Linked DNA regions of Mus musculus: region 1 is linked to region 2. The links are chromatin contacts, called in public promoter capture Hi-C maps. All regions are on one chromosome and are shown on one strand. The core of a region is the stretch at or near the end of the contact, and the rest is flanking DNA. Distances in the headings are between cores, read along the strand shown. Region 1 overlaps Med12l (mediator complex subunit 12-like). Region 2 holds the start of Sucnr1 (succinate receptor 1).

Region 1 (5,201 bases), core at 2,210-4,709, 1.0 Mb before region 2:
ATTTTGGTAATGAAAAAAAAGCCCCTCATATATACAGCTTGTGTTAGATTCGAAGGAATACTGAGGTAAGTTTTAGCTCATTTTCAAAGGAAACACTTTAGCTAACTTGTTAGGTCTCGTTGGGTTTTGAGCTTGCCATTGGTCCTGGGTTTGTGGAAAGGAGAGATGAAACAATTAAGGTAACCAAAACGCTCCATCTCCCAAGCAGGGGCCCGGCACAACATTCCTCTTTGGGAATAATTTGTGAGCTGTTATTGTCTTCTAAAAAACAGGTTCAGGGCTGTAGGAGCCACAAGGGTTCAGTGTGTTAGAAGCAAGCTTTATGTTGAGTGGAGTCTCTGTCTGTCTCTTGGGAGTCTCTGCAGAAGTGGGTTCCTGTACTTGGTAGAGCAGATTGCGTCTGTATGATTCTCAGCTCACATGGTATTCTTTTGTCGCCAAAGACAAGAAACTTTCCATCCCTGTAATCAGGGCCAGTGTGGATAAAATGCTTCAGGAAATCCTGAGATTTTCTCGTTGGATGCGGGTTGCAGGGCTAAGGTGTTGTGTGTGTGTGTGTGTGTGTGTGTGTGTGTGCGTGTGTGTGTCAAGTGACAGTGCTCTTTGGTTTGGGTTTTGCCCAAGCAGATTAAGAACCCTTCAGCCCTGCTGTGCCAACTAAGTCAAGAGTTCCTGCTGCAGGGTGGCGAGATGGTTTTGCAGGTTTGCTGCTCTTTTAGAGAGCCTGGTTTCCCAGCACACACATGGCTGCACAGAGCCACCTGTAACTCCAGTCTAAGAGATCTTTCAACCTCATGTGATCTCCACAGGTACCAGGAATGCATGCGCTGCACAAACATGCAGACAAATCTTACTCATGCCTGTGAATTATAAATAAATACATCCTCAGAAAAAAAAAAATTAAAGCCTTATTCCAGTGGTTCTCAACCTTCCGAATGCTGTGACCCTTTAAGACAGTTCCTCATGTTGTGACGATTCCCCAGCTCTAAAATTATCTCATTACTACCTCATGACGGCAGTTTTGCTGCTGTTACGAATCATAACGTAAATATCTGATAGGCAGGATATCTGGCATGCGACCCCTGTGAAGGGAAACTCAAGTTACACACAGGCAATTTCAAAAGTAAGTGTTAGGGAGGCTGCCTTGTCAAGGATAGAGATGACGTTGCCGTGCTTCAGAATAAATCTCCCTGTGCTCTCAGAAGCCCAGTGACTTTGCAGCAGCCACGTGAAACAAGCCACTGGGCGTATGAGCTTCTGCAAGGTTAAATTCCAACGAGCTTATTCTGTTGTAAAATGAACAAAAATGATTATTGTGGTCGTATAGTTAGTTTTACTGAGAATTTCTCTTAAAATGATATTGTCTGTTTATCTATATGAATTAGTTTTGCGTTGTTGTAATAAAATACCTTGATCAAAAGAAGTTAGGGAAGAAATTATTTTGGCTTACATGCCAGAGGGGCGGGCTACTGCCTTTCATAATAGGCAGGGGATGTGACAGCAGGAGGGTGAAGCTGGCCTGTCAGTTCGGAAGCAGTGTCTTGGTGTTTCATCCCCACACAGAAAGTAGAGAGACTAGGAAATGGGCCCAGGTAATAAGACCCCAGTCTGCCTTCAGTGACACTTCCCCAGCAAGGTTCCACATCTTAAAGGGCCCATAACCTTCCCAACTACCACTGGTTGGAGACCAGGTATTGGAAAATGTGAGGGTGTAGGGGATATTCGTACTCAGACCCCAATGCTACCTGTCTGACTGTATTTGATCTGAGAAAGCAGGGTAGAATTTGAGCCACATCTTAAGGAAGGCATTCTCTGCTATGCATGTGTCATGGTATTCGCCACTAGAGGGCAGTATGGGCTTTAGACCAAGTCCTGGATGATGTAGCAGTTTGGATGGGGATGCAAGAGAGGTTTAATGGTGATTTGAATATTGATTGCATTCTGGGAAGAGATGTGAGTGGCTTTGTGGTTAATGTGGTGCCTTTGAGTAAAACAAAGACAGTATTGTTAACTTTTAGTTCACGCTTCCTAACTTTTAATCTGGGAGGATATCTGTATGGACGGCCCCTTCTGTAACATTAAATATTTAAACATTAATGTTTAAATACTTAAAATGTTAAGTTTATAGCATTAACATCTTTAAAACGTGGCTTTAGTTTTTAATATGCATTTATATTAAGGCATGTATTTATGTATAAGTTTGCAAGTGACAGTTTTACTTGTCCATTTACAATTTTAAATAATGATAACAGACGGTTTTACTTGTCCACTGAACCAAAGAATCAACCTCCCCTCCCCTCCCCTTCCCTCCCCTCCCCTCTCCTCCCCTCCCCTTCCCCTCTCCTCCCCTCTTTTTCTGTTCCCTTTCTTTTTCCCTTCTTATTTGGAGATAAGGTCCTCTGTGGCTCAGGGAGACTTCTGAACTCCAAATCTTCCTGCCTTGCCTGCTTAGTGCTGAGATTGCTGGCGTGTGCCACCGTGCCTGGCTCAGGAGCCACTGTTTTCCTGAGCACTGAGTTACTTGTTATTCCTGGAATTCACATGTAAATATTGGATGGTAGCTGTGTGGCTTAGAGCAAGTTACTCACAGTTGTGTGCTCAGAGTTTTCGCATAGTTATACAACACTTGAGCATGAATATCCATTGAGATTATAAAACATAATAAGTATGTTCCAAAAATTGCTACTGTGGCCAGTAATAAAATAGCTTATATTTTATTGGAAGAACCAACATTATGTACCTGTTCTCTAGTAAGATGGAGATATATTGAGTGGTTGGTTAAGACTCAGATATGTATCTCCCATCTTTAAAATGTACCTCCTTTTTTTCTTGGGTCCTATAATTTGTCCAGGATTGATGTTGCATGCGTGGTGGGAGATAAAGTTAGCAACCTCTCTCTAGTCATGGTGGTTTGATGTTTGCTTTTACAAGGGGTGTTCTTTCTCATACCAGCTGGGGGGACCTCAGCCCCTCCTGTCTCTGTAGTCCTTGCAGACTGCTTTGTAATGGCTAAGAGGGAAATCTGATCCTTCACATCCTTGTAGGAGGTGGAGAGTCCTGATTTGCGTACAGCCTCAGCTTCAATAGTCAGCTAAAGTCCGTTAGAAATTGTAGAGTACAGGTGAGAACATTTGACACCAGGCTCTGCCTGTGGTGAGAGGAGCTGACCCTGCCCGTGCTGGGGGCACGCTTTCACTAATAGCTCATGGAATGTGAGCTGCTTTTACTCTTTCCCTGCTGGGGCGGTGTCAACTTGAGTGCTGCTGTAAAGAAGGTAGGGAATGCACCTTGTGTTTTAGTATTTTTTCCACTCTGTGTCTTATAAAAGGAAGAAATTCTCGCATTCAATTCAGAGCTCAGAGGCTGTCTGACAGTGGCCTCTGGGCCCAGCAGTCACCTGAGGGGAGTGAACCACGGAGCCCTCAGCTTCCCGGTACTGACTAGGCAGTTACTGGTGACCTCATCTCCAGGCCGCCAGGTGGGGAGGGCCCCACAGCTTTGCAGAGCTCTTGGACCACTTCCTTCCTCTTGGCCTCTCTGCTTTTGATCCTGCCTGGTGTGAGAGCAGAGGCTGCACTGCACGTTTGGGCGCTTCAGGAACGTGGAGAAGAGGGAAGACCCAAGGGTGGCAGGCAGGAAAAGCTGCTTTTCAATTCTCTTTCTGGGGCCCCTGTGAACAGACTTCTTTCCAAGTAATGAAACAGCCAGGCCAGATGCCCCAGCCAGAGCAGAGTGCTTCAGGACAGCACAGCATGGGTCGTTTTCTCAGTCTCTGCTCCTAGTATCACCATGAAACTCCAACCGCAAAACCTACATAGTGCTTGTTTATGATGGTTTCATACCAGTTTGTGCTCAAAGTTTAGAGTTCTTAGGTAACAGAAGTCTCAAGTTCAGCATGTCCTGTACTTACCTGAGTCCACCCGGTTTAGGCATTGTGCTTGATTACTGTCACCAGAAATAGGAGGGCTTTGTTTCTTTCTTGGCTGTGCTTGGGCACAGTTACCTTTCTCAGACGCCTGCTCTGTGATGTCAGGGGCTGTGCCTTATGCCTTCCATCACATCCTTAGTCCCTGGCCTCATGCCTGCCACATCATTCCAAGGATGTGGGTGTGTTTTCTTACTTTGGGCTTCTGAGCTCACTGAAAGGCTGCTGGTATGGTGACAGGGAGGAGGATATACCACTAGGATTTGTCTTGAAGGAGAGGGGTTCACGGATTCATGAAAGGTGTATTACAGTTGGTGTACAGTCAGACAAGAGAGGAAGGTATTTGCAAGTGGAGGCAGGGGCATGGCTGACAGGAAGCCCCTCAGCTGTGAAATCAGCAGGCTTTGAGGTACCTGTGGATAATTTGCTTACATTTATAAAAGGGCATGTCATTGCTAGATGACATAAGATGTTGTGAACCCATTATTAGTGCAGCATTAAGTATTCATAGTGCCTCTCATGTAACTAGGCACTTAATAGCAATAGCTACTTAATGTAAGGAAAACAAGTCCATATAAGTATAAGCCAAGGAGGTACCATCAAGTATGTCAGTCAGTTTTCCATTGCTGGGACAGAATACTTAACTGAGGGAAGATTTATTTTGGATCATTATATTGTAGAGGTTTTACCCCATGGTTACTGGGCCTGATGTCTCTGGGTCTATAGTGGATATGAATAATCATGGAGGGGAGTATGTGGTATGCTGATGGAGAGCAGAAGGAGAAGAGGGGAGGGGGAAGGTAGAGAGAGGGGGGAAGAAGGGAGAAAGAGGGGGAAGTCCACATTCTAACCACCTAACAGTGGGGTTGAGTATGCGCCCTTTGTAATAGTATTTCAGTGTCATTGGAGTTCAGTGGTCTCTCTCTCTCTCTCTTTCTCTCTCTCTCTCCCTCCTTCCTTCCTTCCTTCTCCCTCTTTCTTTCTTTCTTTCTTTCTTTCTTTCTTTCTTTCTTTCTTTCTTCCTTTCTTTCTTTAATGTATGTGAGTACACTGTCGCTGTCTTCAGACACACCAGAAGAGGGCATCAGATCCCATTACCAGATGGTTGTGTGCCACCATGTGGTTGCTAGGAATTGAACTCAGGACCTCTGGAAGAGCAGTCAGTGCTCTTAACCGCTGAGCCATCTCTCTAGCCCCCAGTGGTCATTATCTTTAAGGAAACTCTAGTTCTCTTGGAATTGTTTCACATTCAGCTGTATTTTGAGTGTTTTCCTCC
Region 2 (4,755 bases), core at 421-2,920:
TATGACTAATCCCCAGTGTATAGTATAATACACAGACTTCTATGTAGATATATGTATTTCCTGGGATTGTCACAAGTATCCCTACTTTACAGTTAAGAGAATTGAAAATTTGATGAGATCCAATGTGTTACATTGTTTCTATCAACAAAGAAAACAAAGTCAGAAGCTCTGCCCACTGAAATATTATAGGCTGAACAGAAATCACTTCCTGAGAGATGTGTGCTCTCTCTGGCAGAAGTGACAACATAATTTGCAAATCCAGCACAAGGGAAATGTTTGGTCCCTTGTTATAAAGTTAATACAAATTTAGAACAGGAATGTGACCATACAGTGTTCCATCAAGAATGCAGAGCTTATATTTGGGCCTGTGAGGGGGCCTGGAAGTGTGACAGTGACACTCGTCCTGCTGGACAGATTCTCCGTACCTCTGCTCTGTAACCCTGAATAAGGTGTCACGGTATGAAAGGAACAGCAGTCTATTTACTGTATCTGCCCTGGTACCAGTGGAGGGGTCCTGGGGAAGTGTGGCTCTTGGCAGGAAGCCCAAACTATCAGCTTGCAGTCCTGTGGGGGGGAAAAAGAGAAGTACCGACCACATTTTTGGCCATCAGGAAGTAGAGACAAGAAAGAGGAAACTCTGGGGAACTCCAGGTACCCACAAAGAGGGAATCACCATCTCCAGCCCCTCCTGCCATGGTGGTGGTCAGAACTTTCCTTTTTACATTGTAGAGGTCTATGAACTACAACTGGCCACTCTATACCTTGGAGAGGTCCATGAACCACAACTGGCTACTCTCCTCTCTTTCTGAAGACTGTACCCCAAAGTACTCTCTAGCCTCTTTTCCTCTACAAGTAGAAAATGCCTGTGATTGTATCTTAGTCGCTACCATGTACATACATCCTCAGTGTTATCCCCACCCTTCAGGTCAACCAATCCAGATTTTTGCTTGAATAAAAAACTGATGTAGCCTTGAGAAAAGGCCAGGTTTGTTTCTTATCTGGAATAATCAGTCTTCTGGATGCTGTTCAGAGCACTGACTGGGGAAAGTCTACTACTATCTCTTGAGCTTGTCATCTAAGATAATGCCTCTCTCCTTAATCCCTAGCCATCTGATGTACTTCTTTATGTTTCCTGAATTTAATCACAGAAAATAAAACGGATACTATCTAAAGTTCTAACAGCCTTTCAGCAGCACACTGACAAGGCTCAAATTCAGACTGCCGTCCAAGTACTCATGTCATAGTTCCCTCAGGATTTCTATGAAGCAGTTTAATTATTGTATGCTTAGTATAGAAGTCACCAAAGAAATGTGTAAAACAATGAAAAATGAGTTCAACTATATATATTAACCATAAAATGTTTGCTGTTCTCATTACCTAAATGTGCGTACACAGTTCCATGCACATACACATGGGAAGATAGAATGCTTCTATGTTGTTTTGGGAGTGTATCAACTAAATTTAAATTAGCTTGTCCTCAAATGTCTTTGTTAAAACTACTCTCTACAAAATGACTCATCTGTTGTGTGCCTTCGGCTTTTCAGGAGTTCCTCTGAATGACTTGGAGGTTTTTCTGAATAAATTATCCCTGCCTTTTGAATTATTAATCTTGGCTGCATAATATGCAAATCAGACTGCACTGGTCATGTCCAGCAACACAGCACTGGGTCAGAAGCTGTCTCCAGCTCCTGGCAGAGTTTTCTGTCGAGACAGAAGCCGACAGCAGAATGGTAAGGGACACTGCAGCTCATGTCTCTCGGTCACACCAAAGAAGACCAAGCTTTCTGCTTAGGGCTTCCTTTGGAAGGGTTCTGTGAGCTAAATGCTGCCTAGGGAACTGTTCTTCAGTAGATGTGAAGCAGCCAAAGGCAAACATATCTGACTTTCACATCTATTTCATGTGGCTCTAAATGCATTGATTTAATAGACAAAAATGTAGTGTGTTTTGCTTTAAAGGGCTCATTGTATTTGATAATGTCGCAACAAAGATAATTACAATTATTTGAAAAAGTGAAATTATTTAGAGAAAGGGAAAATAACTTGCGTCATGAAAAATTTAACCATGTAAATTAAAGAACTTATAGTAGAGTAAATTTTAAATCATTCCAAAATTTAAAATTTGCATCTATATTTGGCAAAATGTGATGATTTAAGAATAAGATTTACTAAAGGAACTGGTAAACTGCAGAGTGATTGTTATTCTACTCCCCAAACTATATAATCTATTCTCTAACTTATTAATGAAAAATGCAACTTGATACATACTGTAATGTTTGATGTTTGGGTGTAACTTGTGGAATACATAAAAGTGACGTAATTAACCAGAACCAAATACTTATATTTATATACACTCAAACACAGTTTATTTAAATTGTTTACTAATGAGAGAAACTTGTTGGAATATCTTCATACTTTACTTTCCAGTGACAGTTAAAATTTTTATTTTTTGTTAGGCTCTGTGCAATGGTCCAGGATATAGGAACAGAGTTTGTATTGGATTACCAGGTTTTTCATTAATGTATTTTTTCTTAATTTCTGGTAAAAACATGCATTATTTTTATGTTTAGAGAACTAATTTTATAAGGAATTTTCATCATTCCAAATTAAGAATGAGTAGTAGCAATTTTCTCATGTGGGTGTATTCAGTTTATATGTAGCTTATTAATTCTAACAGACTCTGTGACTGTGGGCTAGAAGCTAATAATGATTTCCTTTTAGTTACTAATGTGTTTTTTAAAGAAAGTTCTCGGTTAATGGTTCACCTCAGTAAGCCACTACATGTTGTCGCCATGTCTGTTGCCTATGAAGAGGACAGCTCCTGAAAAGTATAGGCTAGTGATGGTTCAGAGGACATGCCCCCCTTGAATTCAGAGTTTTGCCTAAAGGAGCACACCTTACTTCCCTAATTTGCATAATTATACCATAACAAAAGACACCCGGAGGTATGTATGTATGTGTGTATATATATATATATATATATATATATATATATATATATATATGTATATATACCTGAATATATATATATATGTATATATATACCTGAATTTGGAATACAATATTCTCAAAGTGTGTCCTTATGAAGTTGAATCAGCCTATAAGCCTATAAGTATTGGAGAGCCTAACACTATAAAACCATAATCTGATAATGTTTGGATATGAAAAGGGATTTAAAAATAAACCAAGTTGAAAACATATTAAATGAATAGATTATAAGACGTCATGAAAAGCAAAATCTCATTTTAACAAACAAATTTCAGCAATATTAAAGCATAAAAATAATAGGATTAATTGATTTAAACATTTTTCCCTGATTTTTTGTTATTTGTACCCACACTGTACTTTATAATTAATATGTATTTCATCCACACACCTTTTGTTTTTGTTTGTTTAATTACTTCTTGTACTTTTACGATTATATTATAATTACATTATTTTCCCCTTCTTTTTTTTCCCTCTCTCTCGATTCTCCTATATACCCTTCCTTGGTCACTTTTTAATGTATGGCCTCTTTTTGCATTACTTGTTCTTACAGGCATATATGAACACATATATTTATAAACACAACCTCCTAATTTGGTGTAATATTATTTACAAAACAACTTCCACACCTAAGGCTCAGGGAACACTGTGTAGAAGAGGGCAGAAAGCTTGTAAGAGCTGGGTGTCTCCTGAGAAACTGTGTCTCCTCGTCATGTCAGAAGCTACATCCATAAAATTTCACCAACATGACTTCCTAAACTGGTCTGAACAAGGGCAGTAACAATAGCCATGCTAGAGAAGACAGGGAATGGACCACGAGGTCTCAACCCTAAACAAAGAATCACAGTCAACTATGGAATGCTGAGAGTGGGAGAAATAGTCTCTCCCAGAGAAGCACACAATAACTATTTACCCAGTACCACATAGTCAACCTAAAAAGGACATGTTTAAAGTGTTTTGTCCTGGTGGTGTTTGTGTGTTTGTTTGTTTTTAAAGCAAGAGTCACTGTAGGACAAGCAAGGCAAAGGTACAGGTCTTAATTCAGTGATGTTGGAAGTCCATCCCATGGTGGTCAATTTCACTTCCTAGGTAAATTCCTGTGTTGTAGGAATCCAGCTGAGCACAAGCAAATGAGCACCCACACATTTATTTCACTCTGCTCTTGACTGTGGATGTGATGTGGATAGCTTTCTCAAGCTCCCACCATCATGACTTCCATGCTATGATAGACTGTAACCTGGAACAGTGAACTACACTAAACTCTCCCTAACATACTTTTGTCAGGCGTTTTACTCCAGTAGAAACAGACCCAGAGCAGTTGGGTGTATGACCTCAGCAAGGGCTAAGTGTGGATATTATGCTCTCAAAACTCATATGCTGAGACTTAATTCATCATATGGAATGTCAGAACCTGAATGAAAGTTGTGTCACAGCTTTGCCCTCATGAATCGAATCCTACTCTGGTAAAGGGGGATGAAGAGCGTGACTCCTCAACACTAAATCTGGAGTACTTTCCTGTGTAACAAAGAAAAATAGTTTTATCGTTTCTAGATAAACCACTGTAGGATATATTGCTAAAACTAAGATATTGAAGCTTGAAAACTTCAGAGAAATCGTTTCTCATAGTGATTCTACTAGTCCCTAATTTTCATTAGTATTCGAATGAATCAACTCCTAGACACCGGTGAGCACAAGATTTGGTTACACCCTTAGCTTTAAAACATGGTGTTCATCATTATTATTCCTAAGGTTTTCAGTCCTGTTTTAAAGTTT

Evidence for each region. Promoter capture Hi-C pulls out the DNA fragments that hold promoters and counts their contacts.
Region 1: a promoter capture Hi-C map of pre-B cells shows a contact between it and region 2. The contact joins the enhancer-like site here to the promoter of Sucnr1 in region 2. A contact is called at or near these places in 8 of 39 promoter capture datasets (HPC-7-derived erythroid cells, cranial neural crest, frontonasal cranial neural crest and 5 more), 1 of 15 datasets of contacts at CTCF or cohesin (large pre-B cells), 2 of 484 Hi-C or Micro-C datasets (cochlea and granulocyte-monocyte progenitors), 2 of 115 datasets of contacts at active chromatin or transcription factors (bone marrow-derived dendritic cells and large pre-B cells) and 2 of 9 other capture datasets (adipose tissue and embryonic stem cells).

What each region holds. Positions count from the first base shown.
Region 1 is chr3:59,077,627-59,082,827 of GRCm38.p6, forward strand. The region is part of intron 10 of Med12l (mediator complex subunit 12-like); the gene reads left to right. Among named protein-coding and RNA genes, the nearest start is that of Gpr171, 22 kb to the right of the region's middle. Within about 2 kb of position 3,460, at least 80 of the 459 cell types and tissues checked have an H3K27ac peak or open chromatin away from gene starts, as enhancers often do. A contact at or near this core is called in granulocyte-monocyte progenitors, pre-B cells and stem cell-derived epiblast-like cells, where this site is marked.
Region 2 is chr3:60,080,199-60,084,953 of GRCm38.p6, forward strand. Sucnr1 (succinate receptor 1) reads left to right here and starts at 1,671. Exons shown (of 2, transcript NM_032400.2): 1 at 1,671-1,730. The coding sequence starts at 1,728.